Regions from separate parts of the Drosophila melanogaster genome. Here region 2 is linked to region 1. The links are chromatin contacts, called in public Hi-C maps. All regions are on one chromosome and are shown on one strand. Each heading gives the region's core, a stretch centred on a gene start, on an enhancer-like site or on the middle of the called end of the contact. The rest is flanking DNA. Distances are from core to core; before and after follow the strand shown.

Region 1 (5,446 bases), core at 754-3,253:
GTGGCAGCTCACCGACACGCTCGCCGTAGCCAAATAAATGCACGAAAAGAGCTTACAAATCTAAAGCGACGAAACTTATATGTATATATATATATAATTTTTTATCGATTTTGATTATTTCAAAACGAATGACAGCAAAAAGCTAACGTAAAAAACGAACTCTCCCGCACACAGATACACTGCGACAAAGTGGCAAGTGGAACACGCTCAATAACAGAACATATTTGAGATAGTGATTTCCAAATGCAAGTAAACAAGATAGCGTCGAATGCCGAAAACCGAATACAGCGTAGAAATACACATTTAAGAACCGATTACGCATCTTACAATTCGGAGGATGATACGCCGCCAGTACTGAACAACGAGTATGAATGAAAGCGGGCAAGTTACATATAAAGATTCATAGTGGCGGGTTGAAACTAGAATCGAATCTCAAATTTTGAGTATTTTTCCAGCGACGACGACCAAGATTCGCACAGTGGTTGGGGGTTGTTCGAAAAGCAGCTTTCAGAATGACATATCACATGATGTGTGCTCTGCATGGCGGATTCTTCCTTGGCAGCCCCAATTAACAAACTAATTCCGAACTGGCACACTAACCACTGAATTCCCAGATGGAAATGTAATTGCCAACTTAATTTAAATCGCCTGCAGAGCACTGTAATGAAAAAGATACGATAATAAGCCAATAGATGGAGCACGGTGTAGGGGGGGGGGGGTGGTGTGCGGGTTGGCGAGAGCCGAGAGAGTGAACTAAACTCGCTGTCTTGCTCTCGCCACAGCTCGGCTCACCCACACACACACACGGACGGGGACGAACGAATTTACGCTTGTTATGTGCAGTTGAGAATTTTTCAAGAAAAAGAAACAGAACGTAACTTTCCTTCACAGTGACTAACATCCATTATTGACAAGTGATATTTTGTCTGGCATTTTTCGCTAATCGGCTAATGGCAACGGTTGATAACTTAATGCACATGCCTGCCAATTAGTTTCAAATAGTTCGTTCGACTTGAACTATTTATTTATTTCCAAGCAGAGCAACACCTTGCACACAAACACATGCACGCGCTCGCTCACTGCACACACACTTACCAGCGAGAGAGCGGCGAGAGAGTGGAAAATACGACCGTTTTCAAGCGTCAAAACTGAGGCAAACCGTCGCCGTTAACGACGATTTCAATACTAATTTTTAAAACTCGAAAAAGCGACGAACGGGCCTACAAAAACCCAACTATATAAACGGCCACCTGTGCTGGTGTGCGTGTGCGCTACGACGTTATATATTCGTGTTCGTACTTGTATTCGTATTCGTATTCGGAAGGTACAAATAATGGTTATGGTCGCTAGTTGTTTTTGAGATTGCGAGAGATTGCCGGAGAGACAGTTGCCTATTATTTTTTATTTCGCCTTTTCTTCTTTCGCTGCCATTTACGTTTTTATTCCGCTCTTTTTTTAAGAACGGGGTTATTTCGGGGAATATATAAATTTATGGGTTCGCGCGCGTACACACACACACACACACACACACAGCAAATAAAAACTGCAAAAAGCTACAGTTTTAATGTAGTATACACATGTTGAAATCGAGTATAATGATTTTTCAAGTTTTGTTTTCCGCTCGTCTGCCATTCTCCGTGAAGTGAAGAAGACTCTAACGGAAAGTTTCAGACTATCTATAATCTTTAAATTCAATATTGCAGATTAAGTTAAGAGTGTTAGCTCAAAGGTTTGAAACTTTGGAGATTTAAGCCCGTTGGATAACTGAGCTTAGAAACTGAGCAATAGTATTTAAAAATAAAGCGAAACTCACGGCTTAACGGATTTAACTATAGCATTTCAAAGTTCTTGTGGGAGATTACTTTTGGTGCGCACTGTAGTCAGAGCAAAGTGAACGCAGATAATCGCACTCGACTGTAATAACTTGCTTTTTGTGTAATAGCAAAGATATCGAATTACCTTAGGCCTTTGGGTATTCGATTTCAGGTTCTTGTCGACGGGAGACTACTGTAAATTGGATTCTCAGTAGGAAATCGAGCTTCTGCCAAGCTGTGTGGTAAACAAGGTTTTCGTGAATCCTCTTACAGGTGAGAAACTACCCCTTTGCGGCATAAGAACTCCATGTACACCGAGTACATAGGCGACCTGCTGAATACTGGTTCAAAAAATTCGCATTCAGCCGAGCTTCCTTGAAATTTTCGGGGTGGCAGATGCCGAGAATGCGAATAGGTTGTATCTCGTATCGCATCTGAAAGCCATGTGCTGAAGTCAGTCGAAACTAGATTTACAAGTATTGGGCGGACCGAAAAGATGGGTTGCGGGGAAGCTGGAGTTTTCGAACTGGGAGCGATGCCAGAACAGGAAACTTGAAATCGGCTGCAGCTATTCTCTGTGGATGAGCAGCACGACGCTGGGAAATGCGGAAAGCATTTGCATTAATTACGCATGGCACCAGTTCTAGGAAAATCCACACGTTTATCTGAATTTCATGTATGCAAATAAATAAACAAAACGCGAGGCAAACCTTGCAAGCATTGAATCCAAGAGCACAAACACATGCATTTTCTTATCATAACGAACTTTGTAGGGAGCACTCACTTGAAAAAACAAAGAGCCAATTTGGTCTTCGGTTTGTTATATCGATTGCATGAAATACCTTTAAAATATTATATTTTTCTCGTTTCCTGTACGCGCTGTGGTTGTCAAGAAAACTTTTGAACTTACGGATCTGCAATTTCTGCTATCGAATTAATTTTATCGGTTGTATCAAACAGCTGCTTTGTGAAAGCTTTATATTCAAAGATTGTTGTTAATAAAGTTTATTAAAAAAAAAAAAAATTTATCATCTTTTTAATATTTAAAAACGCTGTAAAAGAAAACAGAATACAGTACCCTGTACCTAGTTAACATTACCAGACAGCCATCCCTCACAAAATATAACGAAAATTTTAAACACTGAGTCTCTAAACGAAGTACTTGGTACCGCTATAAATGATAAATATAAAAATTATATGTCACATTAATTGGAAACATAATTTTTAATCAACAACGGTTGGGCGTTTCAAGTTTTTAGATAACGAAAAGCCATCGATTATCGATTACCGCGCAATTATCGTAGCGCAGTGGCCGGTTTTGTGGAGCCCTGGTTGTGGTAAGACGAAAGTTGTGAGAATTGAGATTGGGCATGTCGGAATCTCCGGGAAAACGGCCAAAAATCGGACCCAGCGATTGCCTCTGCTACCTGCAGGTGAATTGAGTACGGCACGGGGACTGAGGTGTAACATATTGTGTTCTTTCTAGGGCCTGGGAGATGTCCGCCCGGAGGATGCCGCACTGCAGCTGGCCCAACGAATACAGACGGAGGAGGATGAGGCGGCGCAGGCGGACACGTGCAGTGGTGCCAATCAAGCCGCCCTGAACATTAGCTTCCGTGTGTACTACCACATAGTGCACAAGTACGAACTACAAGACTCGCACTTCGCGGATCTTTTCCAGCGTTTGACCAGCGAGCAACCCACTGCCTTCCTGATGCTCCAATCCATTCTGCTCACCGACCATTGGAAGCGTCTCGATGCTGCGCTGCTGGAGGAAAAATGCACCACTGCCATAATTGAGGCTCTGCAGCGCAACAATCCCAGCCTGATGGCCGTGCTGAAGGCCACAAACTTGCTGGTAAAGAAGTTCCCCAAGCTGCAACTCCTTCCGCTGAAGTTGGAGCACTTCTATCACTGCCTGCAACGCCAGACGCAAACGGGATCCCGTGAGGAAACGCTCACGCTGTACAACCACTGCTGCAAACAGCCGGAAAGAGCATTCTCCTACTTTCGCTTGATTGTGGAGTTCTGGCCATGGACGAATCGCAACAAGTACTATCTGCTGAGCGGCGCTCTCAACTCTCATTCCCTGCCTGATCTCTTGGCGGCAACGAATCAAAGCGAAGAGGAGTTCTTCAATGGCCTAAGGCTCAGCCTGAGCTATAAGGGACTTCGGGCCGCCAGTCAATATCCCGTGAAAAGCTTGAGCAACCAGCGCTCTCCGGCACTACTTGCAGCCAGTGTGGAGCTGTTGCTTAACGGCAGTGTGGCCGAGATTCAGAACTTTCATTCGCAGTGGTTCCTGCGCATCCAACAGCGGGAAGAGTTGTTTGAGCTGCTGCAAGCAAATCCTCAGATTGTGGAGTTCCTGGCCACCGAGGAGGAAAGGTCGCCGAGCGATCAATTACGTCTGATTCTGATCTTCAGCATGTTCGCCAGGGAGATATATGCTACCTCCAAGCTGCACTTCTTTAAGATCAGCACCGAGCTGTTGACCAACTGCAGCCAGATGGAGACGGAGGCGCAGCTGTTGATCTTTCGCTTTCTGGTTGACAATCTGGGAAACTTTGCCGTCGAAGACTGTCTGGATTTCTTTCACAGCTTTGTAGAGCGACATCGCTGTCTGGAAAGCTCAGAGTTCCGGAACACGATGCTGGGCAAGATGCCAACGATTATCAATCACACGGCCAAGCACTTTCAAAAGGTTCTAAAGGCGGACATCGGAGTGGGTGGCCATGCATTGGCTCAGAATATCAAGCGATTCTTTTCACATCTTCAGCATCTGATTGAGCGGGACATCCACAGCGAGGTTTATCAACCCAAGATCTTTGCCCTGAAGTTGCTGGAAATCCTAAATAGGTCGCTATATGCAGAAGAAGTCGCAAAAAATGCAAAAATGTGCAGTCCTCAGCAGAATCAGCGCATGGGCATATTTCTCCTGGAGCACGGAGTCTTTCGTCCAAAGGAAATGGCGCAACAGCTCTTCGAAACCCTCAACAATCCACAAGGTTTCGATGATGCTTTGGACCTAACGGTCTCCCTGTTGATTCAGATGGGCCATGTGGACAGTGAAAAGTGCGTGGAGCGGTGCTTCGAACTGTGCCACACGTCTGATATGGACCAATGCTCCTTGGTTTCCCTCTACGCACAGTTGGCGGTTACAAAAGAGCAAGCTGGATCAAAGATATTTGATGAGTGCCTGAAAAGGCTTACCGGTAAATTAGATCCCTTCTTCGAAGATCCTTTGCAGACCGCCAAGAGCGGAGGACATCTCTTTGGCTATCTTTGCGCCTTGGACGAGGTGGTCAAGGCTGGCTTGGCAGTGGAGACGCCTCTGGAGGATTTGTTGCCATTGCTAGAGAGAATTCTCAGCGGCATTCTCAAGTTCCTCAATGTGGCCAACGCCCGGCGACAGGAAGAGGCAGCCACAGCAGCCAGTTTCCAGGACATGGACGAGAGTCTCCAGCTGCTGGTCAGCGAAAGCTCCTTCAAGTGTGATGGGGAGGAAGAGGCTTGTCGAAAGTACTTACTGATGAGCTTCTGGTTAACGTTGAAGGTGCGTAGATATATTTCTTAACTCTTGATAAACTTATCATTTGTTTATCCTTCTGCAGGGCTGTTGCGATCTGGCC
Region 2 (5,446 bases), core at 1,112-3,611, 1.8 Mb after region 1:
ACTGTGCATCGGGTCCAACGAGCACAAGGACACCTGCAACGGCGATTCCGGCGGACCGGTGCTCATCTATCACATGGACTACCCCTGCATGTACCATGTGATGGGTATCACATCCATCGGAGTGGCCTGCGACACACCCGATCTTCCCGCGATGTACACACGGGTTCACTTCTACCTGGACTGGATTAAGCAGCAGCTGGCCAAAAATTAGAATTGATATTTACATACGAAAATTTGACTCCACAGTTCTGTGGATAACTTATCAAAAGGAGTTTAACTAACTTCAGTTTTGAGTGCATTATGGGAAACAATAGTAAATGGAAAATAAAGCTGAATTGATTGAGTATTATTCACATACAGTGTTCTAGAAAATGATTTGATTTAAGTGCAAAGTCCATGAATATAAAAATACTTTTGAACATGAACGCTAGTTCTCCGGGAATTTATGTATTATCCTGAGCAGATTGTACTAACGATTATGAATTATGATTCTAGTCATTCACTAAACGCCGAGGCAACCACACGATGATTGCCTCGGCAATCCGGCACGATTGTTCTTCTGGAAACTGGGTGGCTGGGCATGTACATAAGGGTGTACTTTTACCTGGACTGGATTAGGCAGCAACTGGCCATAAAATAGATTTAAATTAGAGATTTGAATTAGAAAAGTCTATCGAGATCACCGTTCTATCAGAAGTAGTAGTTTTTTTCAAATATATATTTTATATATATAAGCATTTAAATAACCTTTACCCAGTAAGAAGATACAAGATACGTAAGATCAGCCTTGCTTACCCACTTATAAAGAAGTAAAAACAAAATCGTTTTATTGTGGAATAATTGTTAAAAGAGCGGGGATTTCATTAGCTTTTACCCGCTTTAGACGCACCTCCATTGGGCTTTCCGCAGCTAATTGATCGGTAACTAATTGGGAGCTAAACCCGTTCGGATCGCACAGTCGATCACCGATCGCCACCTGAAGATGAAGATATGGAGGCTGTTCTCCCAGCTGATCGTTTCGCTGGCATGTGTTTTTGGCCAGCAGCCGGATATGGATGTTGTGGGATGTAAGTGGACAAAGAAGTAGCCTTGCAAGTGGCTTTAAAGATCTAGTTATATATTATAATATATTAACGTGTTGACCACTGATCTGAGCTGTTCTTTTTGATCAATATTGGATTATCAAATTGAAAATCGCAATGTTCAGCTTGCTCTAGATACAAGAAGAGCGTTTTCGAGGAAAGAATCGAGTTCGGTTTCCTGTTGCCCGGAGCTTCGATTGAGAGTCGGATCATAGACAACTGCAGGAGCTACACGCCGCTCATCGTCGGTGGTCATCCGGCCCAGCCCAGGGAATTTCCGCATATGGCCCGCTTGGGGCGTCGCCCAGATCCGAGCAGCCGTGCCGACTGGTTTTGTGGTGGCGTTCTGATCAGCGAGCGGTTCGTCTTAACCGCAGCTCACTGCCTGGAATCGGAAAGGTAAGCAGAGGTTTTTCCCTGCTCAAGTTAGGAATAAATATCTCATTTTTATAGGGGAGAGGTGAATGTTGTGCGATTGGGCGAACTCGACTTCGATTCCTTGGATGAGGATGCGGCGCCCAGAGACTATATGGTTGCAGGGTATATAGCCCATCCGGGCTACGAAGATCCGCAGTTCTACCATGATATAGGTCTTGTCAAACTGACGGAGGCCGTGGTCTTTGACCTATATAAGCATCCAGCCTGTCTGCCGTTCCAGGATGAACGCTCTTCCGACTCCTTCATAGCCGTTGGGTGGGGAAGCACTGGCCTGGCGCTGAAGCCATCCGCCCAGCTGCTGAAGGTGAAGTTGCAGCGCTACGGAAATTGGGTAAGTAAATTGGCATGGGATATTATAAATCCCCATGGATAATCCACATTAATAAATATATTATTTCCTTATAGGTGTGCAAGAAACTGCTTACCCGGCAGGTGGAGGAGTTCCCTCGAGGATTCGATGGAAACAACCAGCTCTGTGTTGGTTCGGAGATGGCCCAGGACACCTGTAACGGCGACTCAGGAGGACCTTTGCTAATGTACCATCGGGAATATCCCTGTATGTACGTAGTTGTGGGAATCACGTCGGCCGGTTTGTCCTGTGGGTCACCAGGAATACCCGGAATCTACACTCGCGTCTATCCTTATTTAGGCTGGATAGCCCGAACTTTGGCCACGTTTTAAATTACATCTGGATCTGTAAATTTATATAAATTTTTTACTAAATACTTAAAAAATTAAATTTAAAAGCATTTAACAGTCCGATTAATTTAGAATCGCTGCTAAGTGGAAGCGAGTCATTCCTACGAAATCGATAGACCGAACATATCGATGCAGTCATCGATAGTTGTTTACCTTTTTTTCCCAAAAAAAAGAAACATTTACAAAACAAAAGTCGTCGCTGGATTTGGATTGTAAATTACCAATGACCAGAGGTCTGAAGCCGCATGGCGAATACGATGTAAGCGGACATCCTGCGCAGGATTCCACATCACAATTTCCCCTTCCTGGCTGCGGCGCATTTTATTTTGTCCCCGCATAATTGCCAATTGTGCCGGATCATGGAGAAGGATCTGGGTGAGGAAAAGGACCAGGATCAGGAGCAGAACACTGAGATGGAGCCCAAGCAGGAGATGGACGTGGCGCAGTCTTACATAACGCGGGCCAAGATGAATCCTGCCAAGAAGGATAACGAGAAGCGACGACGCAAGGATGCCATGCGAAGGGTAATTAGTGCGACTGTGTGTGTGTTTTTACGCTGGCAGAGCTTGTTCCAATTTAGATTGTTTATAAATTACAAAGTTCATGTCAAATACCAATCTTTGATTATATTTTAGTGTCCAAAAGATCAAACCCCCTAAGTTATTATAAAATAAACCACGGTCTATATATTAAGCCATGTATGTACGCCTATCAAGCCAATGCTAATCTATGAAAATGTTCCAGGTCTCGATGATACTGCGAAAATGCGACTCCATGCGCACGACGGAAGATCGACAGTTTTTGGAGAAACACCCGGACATGGTGAAGACGACCAAGAAGCGCAAGGAGCGGGTAGAGATATACAAGGAGCGGGTTGTGGAACGCGAGGATGCGCCGCACGTGATCGAGGCGAAGGTGGAGCAGTTGGCCAACATCATTTCGCAGGCTAAGCATCTAGTTTGCTACACGGGAGCCGGTATAAGCACGGCAGCCCTGATTCCGGACTATCGCGGTAGCCAGGGAATATGGACACTGCTCCAAAAGGGTCAGGACATCGGCGAGCATGATCTATCCAGCGCGAATCCCACCTACACGCACATGGCACTTTATGAGCTGCATCGCCGCAGATTGCTGCATCATGTGGTCTCCCAGAATTGTGATGGCCTGCACTTGCGATCCGGATTACCGAGAAATTCGTTGTCCGAAATCCATGGAAACATGTACGTGGAGGTGTGCAAGAACTGTCGACCGAACAGCGTTTACTGGCGCCAGTTCGACACCACGGAGATGACTGCCCGCTATTGCCACAAGACCCACCGCCTATGCCATCGCTGCTCGGAGCCTTTGTACGACACCATTGTGCACTTCGGAGAGCGGGGGAACGTCAAGTGGCCATTGAACTGGGCGGGAGCCACTGCCAATGCGCAGCGAGCGGATGTGATTCTCTGCTTGGGCTCCAGTCTCAAGGTACTCAAGAAGTACACTTGGCTTTGGCAGATGGACCGGCCTGCCCGCCAGCGAGCAAAGATCTGTGTGGTCAACTTGCAGTGGACGCCCAAGGATGCGATTGCTAGCATAAAGATCAATGGGAAATGCGATCAGGTGATGGCCCAATTGATGCATCTACTCCACATTCCAGTTCCCGTTTACACGAAAGAGAAGGATCCGATTTTCGCACATGCTTCGCTTCTGATGCCCGAGGAACTGCACACGCTTACACAACCATTGCTGAAGAATGCCGACGAGGAGGAGGCCTTCACCACTACCACTGAGGAAACGCAAGACTCGACTATCTCCAGCGAGAGCTGTAGCTTTAACTACAGTGATCTTCCCATCGGCAAAGGACCCCGCATTCGCACACCCATCAAAAATGGTCGAAGAGTTAAGACTAACCTGGAGCTCCGACAGAAATTCAAGACGCTCAATGGCCAGGACGAGGAAATTAAGGTGGAGCATGTGAAAACAAATGGGGAGGTTAAAACAGAGAAGGACTTAATCACGCTGGAGTCGTCCATTAAAATAGAGACTGAAGTTAAGCTGGAGAAATTAGAGTGCTCGGACACCAATTTTCAGCAGGAGTTGAAACTTTTGGAGCTGCTACCAAAGCTAGAACCACTTTCGCTCAAAGAAGAGACGGAGGAAACGCCGAGCAATGGTTTTCCAGAGCTGCCAAAACTAGTCGCCATACAAAAAACTCATGCGGAATGTTTGTCCGCGGTCCCAACTGAATCAAGACTAAAGCCGCTTCAGCTGCCACCGCTGGTGCCCATTGGAGCACCACTGTCCACACCCTTTGTTGAGCCCAAATTGGTCCTGCCACCTGCCTCTCAGTCGTCCAGCATACAGATAAAGAGCGAGGGCGATGGTGATTCCAGCACAGAGAACGATAACGAAGAGGAGGAGGAAAGCGAGCTGGCCCAGATGGATTTGTTGAGGCAAAACAACGATGAGGAGCTGCTTCGCCAATTACCCACGTGGTACGATGCCAAGTACGCGTATTCTGGTCTGCATAGCATCCTGATCCCACCACCAGCGGATCTCAATATTTGGAACTCGCAGGTGGTGCCGAACTTTGCGATGAACAGATCCGCTGCCAGTTGTTTCTTCTGCTTTGATCGGTATGCGGAGCTGGAGTGCCAGTTTTACCGGCGTTGGAACCTCAGTCAGCGCAAACACAAGAAACGGGCCAGAAGCGGTCGGTTCGTGGTCTGCGAGTGCTGTCCAACTTCCGACGACGACGATGACTACGATGAGAATATATCCTTGGCACACATAGCAGCGGCGGAAACGGCAAAGCGAAGACAGCAGCTGAGCACGAGTTTTCCACGGAAGTTGGCGCGAACCCAGGCAGGATGGTATGGCAAGGGCTATAAGAAAGGTCGGAAGAGACGGTAGATTCCCATTTATGTACGGCCGTGATTCCTCCCTAAGATAAGAAGGTGAAATGATTACCCTTGAGTCAATGGCTTTTTGGAAACGTTTGATCTTATACTTGATATGAAGGAGCTAGCTGTTTCTTTTCTACGGAAAAGATCGACCTGCCCTCACCGAGACATATGCTCGCTTCAATAGTATTTTAGCTATAGGTTTATAAGTCATAGATGATAGTGGCAGCTAGAATAGAATAGGGTTCCTTTTATTTAGACGTGTTTTTTAAAATGCTCTATTTGTCAGTCTTTGATTATATTAATAGGTCAGCCCGTTTTTGTCTATTTTCGATATTTAGT

The links. Hi-C and Micro-C count contacts between places; a contact is called where the count stands out from the background.
Region 2: a Hi-C map of the Kc167 cell line shows a contact between it and region 1, with 2.5 times the contacts expected there. The contact joins the promoter of Sirt7 here to the promoter of mrt in region 1. A contact is called at or near these places in 3 of 107 Hi-C or Micro-C datasets (the D17-c3 cell line, the Kc167 cell line and the PNm cell line).

What each region holds. Positions count from the first base shown.
Region 1 is chr3R:27,280,658-27,286,103 of dm6, forward strand. It overlaps mrt (martik), which reads right to left and starts at 2,004. Exons shown (of 3, transcript NM_001260398.1): 1 at 1,960-2,004. It overlaps CG3368, which reads left to right and starts at 3,123. Exons shown (of 3, transcript NM_143298.2): 1 at 3,123-3,247; 2 at 3,301-5,370; 3 at 5,429-5,446. The coding sequence starts at 3,185.
Region 2 is chr3R:29,053,566-29,059,011 of dm6, forward strand. It overlaps Sirt7 (Sirtuin 7), which reads left to right and starts at 2,362. Exons shown (of 2, transcript NM_143407.3): 1 at 2,362-2,743; 2 at 2,964-5,446. The coding sequence starts at 2,579. The coding sequence ends at 5,114. CG11843 reads left to right here and starts at 782. Exons shown (of 4, transcript NM_001300649.1): 1 at 782-1,067; 2 at 1,208-1,481; 3 at 1,536-1,851; 4 at 1,926-2,272. The coding sequence starts at 983. The coding sequence ends at 2,201. CG11842 reads left to right here. Exons shown (of 3, transcript NM_143405.1): 3 at 1-348. The coding sequence ends at 211. It also overlaps asRNA:CR46107.